Regions from separate parts of the Sus scrofa genome. Here region 1 is linked to region 2. A link is a contact called in public Hi-C data. All regions are on one chromosome and are shown on one strand. The core of a region is the stretch at or near the end of the contact, and the rest is flanking DNA. Distances in the headings are between cores, read along the strand shown.

Region 1 (3,153 bases), core at 498-2,997, 74 kb after region 2:
CAGGGGAGGGTGCGGGCAGCCAGGATGCTGGAAATAGTCTGCATCTTGATCTGGGTGAAGATATGTGTAGAAAATAGGTAAAAATTCATTGAGCTGCACACTTCAAGGCTTATGCACTTTATCATATGAATTTCATATCTTTAAAATAAAGGGAAATGAAAGGGGGTGGGTGTGTTCTGGAGGGAATAACAAGCAAGAGGCTTGCAGGCAGACTGTCTCTTGCGGAAAATAGCCAGAAGCTGGAGGCAGAGGTCAAGGGGCAGTGGGATGAGGTTGAGTACAGTGGTTATCCCTGGGGAGAGAAATAAAATTGGGGCTCTGGAATTAGGGATTTCAACTGTTTATACTTTTCAAAAAATATATACTATTTTGAACATATCTTTGTTTTATATGAACCATTTTTATTTATTATTTTTAGGGCCATACCAGCAGCATATGTAAGTTTCCAGGCTAAGGGATCAAATGGGAACTACAGGTGCAGCCTATACCATAGCCGTGGGCAACACCAGATCCCAGGCGCACCTTCTGGCCATAGCCCACAGCTTGCCCCAACGCCTGATCCTTAACCCACTGAGTGAGGCCAGGGATGGAACCTGCATCCTCAGGGACACTATGTTGGGTTTTCAACCCACTGAGCCACAAGAGGAACTCCTGTATCCTTCTTAAAGCAAATAAGGCCATTTGCTTTTGCTTTCAAAGCGTTCCTCTCTGCCTTCCCTCTCTGCTTGTTCTAAGGTTAAGGGCTTTGAACATCCCTCTCTTGTCTCAAGGGGAAAAAATTCAGGGGTGTAAAGCCCTCATAATGCCTTCTCATCAGGGCTGTGGTCCTAGAAGGCCCACTTAGGGAACGCACACACCGTTTTTCTATTAGCAGAAGGACAGAGGGAACCGCCGAGGGTGGGGGATGGTGACTCACTTCATTCATTCACATAACATTAACCGAGTTTCTTATATGCAGACATTGTTATTTTCCAGATATTCCCAGGTCCAAATCCCTCCCTGCTCAATTCAGGATGTCCAAATACCAAGATTCCAAACCCGAGGGCAGAGACAGCATGGGCATTGTGGGTGGGATGCAGGATGGGAGAAGACATCCAAAGGGAAAGTTTCCAGGCCTTGTGGCCATGGACGGTTCCAGATGTGGTGCTAGGGACCATTTGAAGGGGCAAGAGGAGCACTTTCTAGACTAGCCCTGGGGAAACTGTCTTGAGCCTCCTGGAAAGGCCCGCCTCTCACCGTCTTCACCACCCGCACACATGGACACTCTGAAGAGCAGGTGGTGCAGGCTTGGGGCCAAACTCCGCGGCTCTCGGCTCTGCGGCGCTCGGCCTCCTCTGGGGACCTGTGGCCTTTCCGGAGGGACACCCTCGGTGGTCTGGGCTGCTGCGCACTCGGGAGGGACGTTTAGCATCCTCGACTCCGCCATTACGACAGCCCTGGGGGCGGCGCGCCCGGCTGACACCCCCGGGCGTCTCTTTCACTCCTAAAATGAATTGGGAGAAGCGCAGAGCAGCGTCGGCGCGCCGGTGCGGCTGGGGAAAGGAGAGAGGGAGGGGCGAGGCCGCGGGGGTCACCAGGGCTCCTTTTCTCGCCCGCCAGTCAATTCCAGGGGCGCCGAGGTCAGCCCGCTACACGCTGGCCGCAAAGCTCCCGCGGGGGGCGGTGACGAGTCTGGGCCCCGGACGGCGGGGCCCGCGGGTCAGACGGCTCGGCCAAGCAACCCGAAGCGCCTTCCTGGCGCCTGCAGCGGCAGCCGCGAGGCCCGGGGTGCGGCATCCCCAGGGGGCTTCCCTGCAGGATGCGGACCCACCCCGCCTGGCCCTCGTCGCCTCTGGTTCCTGCGCTGCCAAATCTGGCGCGATCCCGTCCCAGGGGAGGGGTCTATCCCAGCGCAGCCCTGAGGCTAGACCCACGCGCGTTTTTGTTGGATATTTTCAAAGATGTATGTTTGGGGACTGGGTGTCGGTGTGGGAGGTGGGGGGCGAGCTTGGTCACAGGACAGGCCAGAGGACTTGGCGGCCAGAACTGAAGGCAGGAAGCCGGATTTTCCTTGGCGATTCTCTTGCGGCCTCAGTTCCTTCCGTTGGTCTCCAAAAGGCCCACTTTCCAGGGAAGCCGAACTCCTTGATGGACTGCATTTTTGAAATCTGGGGTGAGAACTGCCTAACTGTCAAAATGGAGTCAAGGAGTGGCCTCATTTCCCTTTGCAGTTACATCCGTGGTCCTTAGGTTCCGGGCACAAAACTGAATTTTAATACCATTGGTTTTCTTTGTAATTCTAAGCGTGCGATTCGACACACTTAACAACATCATTCTGAGAATGCTGTGGCTTCCCCAGGCGGACCCCAGTCCACACTGAGTAGGTGACTATTTACGGTCGGTCGGTCGGTCCACCAGTTGGAGGAGGAACTAGGAGGCAAAATACCAACACTCTCAATTGGTCCTGCTGAAGAAACGGGAGTGCTCACCATTATCAGTCACTCAATTATACTTTCTACTTATTTTTCTAATCATCATAACCTAGATTCCCAGCATCAGGAGACCTGGATCCTCCTGGCTCTGGCTTTCTTCTTGAATCCTGGTGAGACTTGGGTCCCTCCCTTCCCATCTCTGGGCCTTGTTTCCCTCACCCAGTTTGAACCAAAAGTTTGCTAGAGGAAACTGAACTTTCTACCATTCCACCATTATCAGCCGCATCTCTGCTCCTGATTACCCCCTTCCCCTTCTCTCCTCCCAAGTGACTTAACAGGACCTAACCAGTTCAGAATCCTCAGCAGGTGTGGGAGTGGCTGCACCTGCCACCTGGCCCCTTTCCAATGGCCTGTCCTAATGGCAGATGATTGCTTGACAAACACCCTTCCCCCATCTCCATTTTGCTCTGTAGACAAGAGGGGCCGTGGCCACTTGGGCCAGAAGGAACATTCTTCTTTATTAGAACTCCTTGCCAGACTGGAACAGGGGATACTGTTTGGACCAGCACTACTCATCAGAACTTTCTCCTGCGATGGAATTGTTTTTCTCCCGTATAGACACCACTAGCGTCCCTATGTGGCTCTTGAGCATTTGATATGTGGCTAGTGTGATTAAGGAACAGAATTTAAAATTTATGTACAAAAACTTAAATTATTTTGAGATATGAAAGACATCAATGAA
Region 2 (3,154 bases), core at 430-2,929:
ATATAAGACATCCAATAATTGCAATATTTGGACATACTTTTATGGAAAAAAATTTGTTGTTTATCTGAGATTTGAACTTAACCTTGTGTCCTGTATTTTATCTGACAGCCCCATGCCAGGGGCACTGCCAGACCTGTCACATATATTTTCTAATTTCCTCCCTTTGACCCCTTCACAAGTTATACATGATTCCCATTGTAAAGAGCTCAGAAAGATTCAGTATCTTTTCTAAGGTCACACAGCTAGAATGGAACTAAGCAAAGATAGAAGCCTAAGCTTTCTGACACCAAGATTAGGGCAACAAATTTGGTGGCCCAATCCCTAGACCTTGGGTAGCATAGACCAAACTCTCCCTCAGTGAGAGAGGGTGTTTGGGGATTTCATTTGCTGCCGTCGATTCTTTTTAAAAATTGCTCATCATTCCTTTGTATTGTTATGTTAAAAAATGAGTATTAATATTTTTTAAAACTGGGTACTGGACCCAGGTGAAAGGGCCAAGCTACCAAATATGATTCAAAAATGCAGCTGGGAGTTCCCATCATGGCTCAGAGGAAACAAATCTGACTGGCATCCCTGAGGATGAAGGTTCAATCCCTGGCCTCGCTCAGTGGGTTAAGGATCTGATGTTGCCATGAGCTGTGATGTAGGTTGCAGACACGGCTCAGATCCCGTGTTGCTGTGGCTGTGGTGTAGGCCAGCAGCTGTAGCTCTGATTTGACCCCTAGCCTGGGGACCTCCATATTTCGTGGATGCGGCTCTAAAAAGACAACAACAAAAGAATGCAACCCAAGAAAAGAAGCTTTTCACTGACACACCCCCCTCCCTTACCTCTTCCCCACAACTGTACTTTCTGATGACAAATAGGTCAAGCGAGACAGTTTTGTTTCAATCACTCCTAGAAACCCCAGGAGTGTTGGGTATTTGGTTTCTGATGGGCTTTATTTTTTTCATATTTTTGTTTAAATATGAAATAAATAAAGGGTAAACCTTCTGGGAATGGTTCCCCTGGAGGCTGGGAGAAAACGGGACCACAGTTATCTTCCTCTTTCTGTTCAGGTACAACCCCAACACAGAACACGACACCAGCTAGGCTCCCGGAACCCCCAGAATTGTCTCTCTTGCCTCTCCTTGTTGATCCCTTTTAGCCTTGCTGCTTCGCTTCCTGACACATGCAGATTCTTTCCAGATTCTTTCCATTTGGAGAACTCCCCAGATTCACTATTTCTCTTGCCTAGAATGTGAAACTTTCCTAGGCCTGGAATGAGGAGGTGCCAGAGGGAGCACTGTTGCAAGGACGGGGGTGCAGGAGACAGAGAGGAGCTGAAACAAGGAAAAATGACAAGTTCCAGATCCGGCTGTGTTCTTGAGATCTGCATGGTAGTGGCTCTATGAAAAGCTCAGGTGAGGTATATGGTACCTTATACCTTGGAGAAAAACACAGACCTCCACAATGTCACCCATGGAGGCCCCCAGTCCTCACTCCAGGCAAACATATATGGCCAGTGTCATCTAGCTCTGTACCACAGCCGAATGGAAGCTCTTTCTGCTGCACCGAGGGAAGGAGGTGTCAAACTCACACCCAGCAGCTGACAACAACTAGCAGCTGTACTTGCCCTCCCGAAATCCTGATAGCCTTGGGCTTGTGTTCCATCAGCCCCCAAAGCAGCTCAAGCCGCTGGCATCCTAGCCAAGTTGGCACTCTTGCAAAGCTCAACCCACTTGCAGGCAGATAAGTTAGTCAGCACAGGGAGGAGGCAGCAACTCTAGCGTGAATTTACAAAGTATATCTTCACTATGTCTCAGGGAAGGTGACCAAGACAACCCTAAGGTTGGATTCAACCTCAGCTGGATTCAGCCTTGTAAAGTTTCTTCCTGATGGCAACCCCTGACCTTCCTTTATGTAGAGCGTTTTCTTTAGAAAACTTATGATTATTGATTCTCTACTCCTCTGAGATAGATGTAAATTTTTAATAAGGCTTTTTCCAGTTTTAGAACCCAGATATATCTTTCTACAAGACCTGGGAGCCACCTCTTCGAAATTTCATCCTCAAAGGAGGTGAGGTGATATTTTCTGCTTCCCATGGGAGAAGAGGAGCCTAACTCTAGTGATGTCTTGCTCCAACTTGCAAAACTGCCTCCTTTCATACAAATACAAGAAGTTTATTTTCGTCTGGATAAAGTCAATTAGCTGACACAGATGGCCTAAGATCCTCCAGTACTTTTCCACTTGCTCACCCCAACCCTTAGAAACCCTACTGCCCTCTGCTGCAACGGACTTGAGTTCGGACTGAGTTCTGATCTGTCTCCATTATTGCTATAGCCTTAAATAAAGTCTTCCTTGCCTGTTTAACTTTTCATTTTCATTTTGGAAAGGAGAATCCAGTTTCTGATTTTTTTCCCCAACCTTTAGAAAGTCGTAATTTTGCAGAATGTACCATGCCTGTAAATTGGAATTGCCATAGAATAGAACTGGAGAATTCCTGCTATAGCACAATGGGTTAAGGATCCAGTGTTGCCACAACCGTGGCATAGTTTGCAGATGAGGCTCTGATTAGATCTCTGGCCCAGGAACTTCCATATGCCACAGATGCAGCCAAAAAAATAAAATAAAATAAAACTGCATTAGACACTAGTACACATCTTAAAAAGGCTAAAATTAAGAATGACACTGCCAAATGCTGACAAGATTATAGAGCAATTCGTGTTCTCCTGCATTCTACTCTGGAAAACTGACAGTATCTATTAAGGCTTAACATACGCCAAATTTCACTCCCAGGCATGATGCCCAAGAGAAATGAGTAAATATGTCCACCAAAAGATAAGTAGAAAAATATGAATATGTATAGTGTTTTCATTCATAAATAGCCAAAATATGGATAACAACCCAACTGTCCACCAAAGGAGAATGGATAAATAAATTGTGGCATATAATAATACCATGGAAGACTACCTAGAAGTGAAAAAGAACACGTTACTGAAACAGGCAGCAACAGGGATGCTTCTTGAAGACATTATGTTGAGCAAAAAAAAGACATGAAGGAGCACATATGACCCTATGTATTTGAATCAAGTTTAAGAATAGGCAAAACTGTGAAATAAGCCAGAAGACAAAAATATACCTCACCTTTTTTTTTTTTTTTTTTTTTTTGTCTTT

Evidence for each region. Hi-C and Micro-C count contacts between places; a contact is called where the count stands out from the background.
Region 1: a Hi-C map of skeletal muscle shows a contact between it and region 2, with 1.8 times the contacts expected there. The contact joins two enhancer-like sites. A contact is called at or near these places in 2 of 5 promoter capture datasets (fetal liver and liver), 9 of 47 Hi-C or Micro-C datasets (brain, embryonic fibroblasts, fetal heart ventricle and 4 more) and 1 of 2 datasets of contacts at active chromatin or transcription factors (skeletal muscle).

Annotation. Positions count from the first base shown.
Region 1 is chr1:158,947,679-158,950,831 of Sscrofa11.1, forward strand. No RefSeq gene overlaps it. Among named protein-coding and RNA genes, the nearest start is that of ZCCHC2, 73 kb to the right of the region's middle. Within about 2 kb of position 1,748, at least 19 of the 83 cell types and tissues checked have an H3K27ac peak or open chromatin away from gene starts, as enhancers often do. A contact at or near this core is called in skeletal muscle, where this site is marked.
Region 2 is chr1:158,873,267-158,876,420 of Sscrofa11.1, forward strand. No RefSeq gene overlaps it. Among named protein-coding and RNA genes, the nearest start is that of PHLPP1, 11 kb to the left of the region's middle. Within about 2 kb of position 1,680, at least 2 of the 83 cell types and tissues checked have an H3K27ac peak or open chromatin away from gene starts, as enhancers often do. A contact at or near this core is called in skeletal muscle, where this site is marked.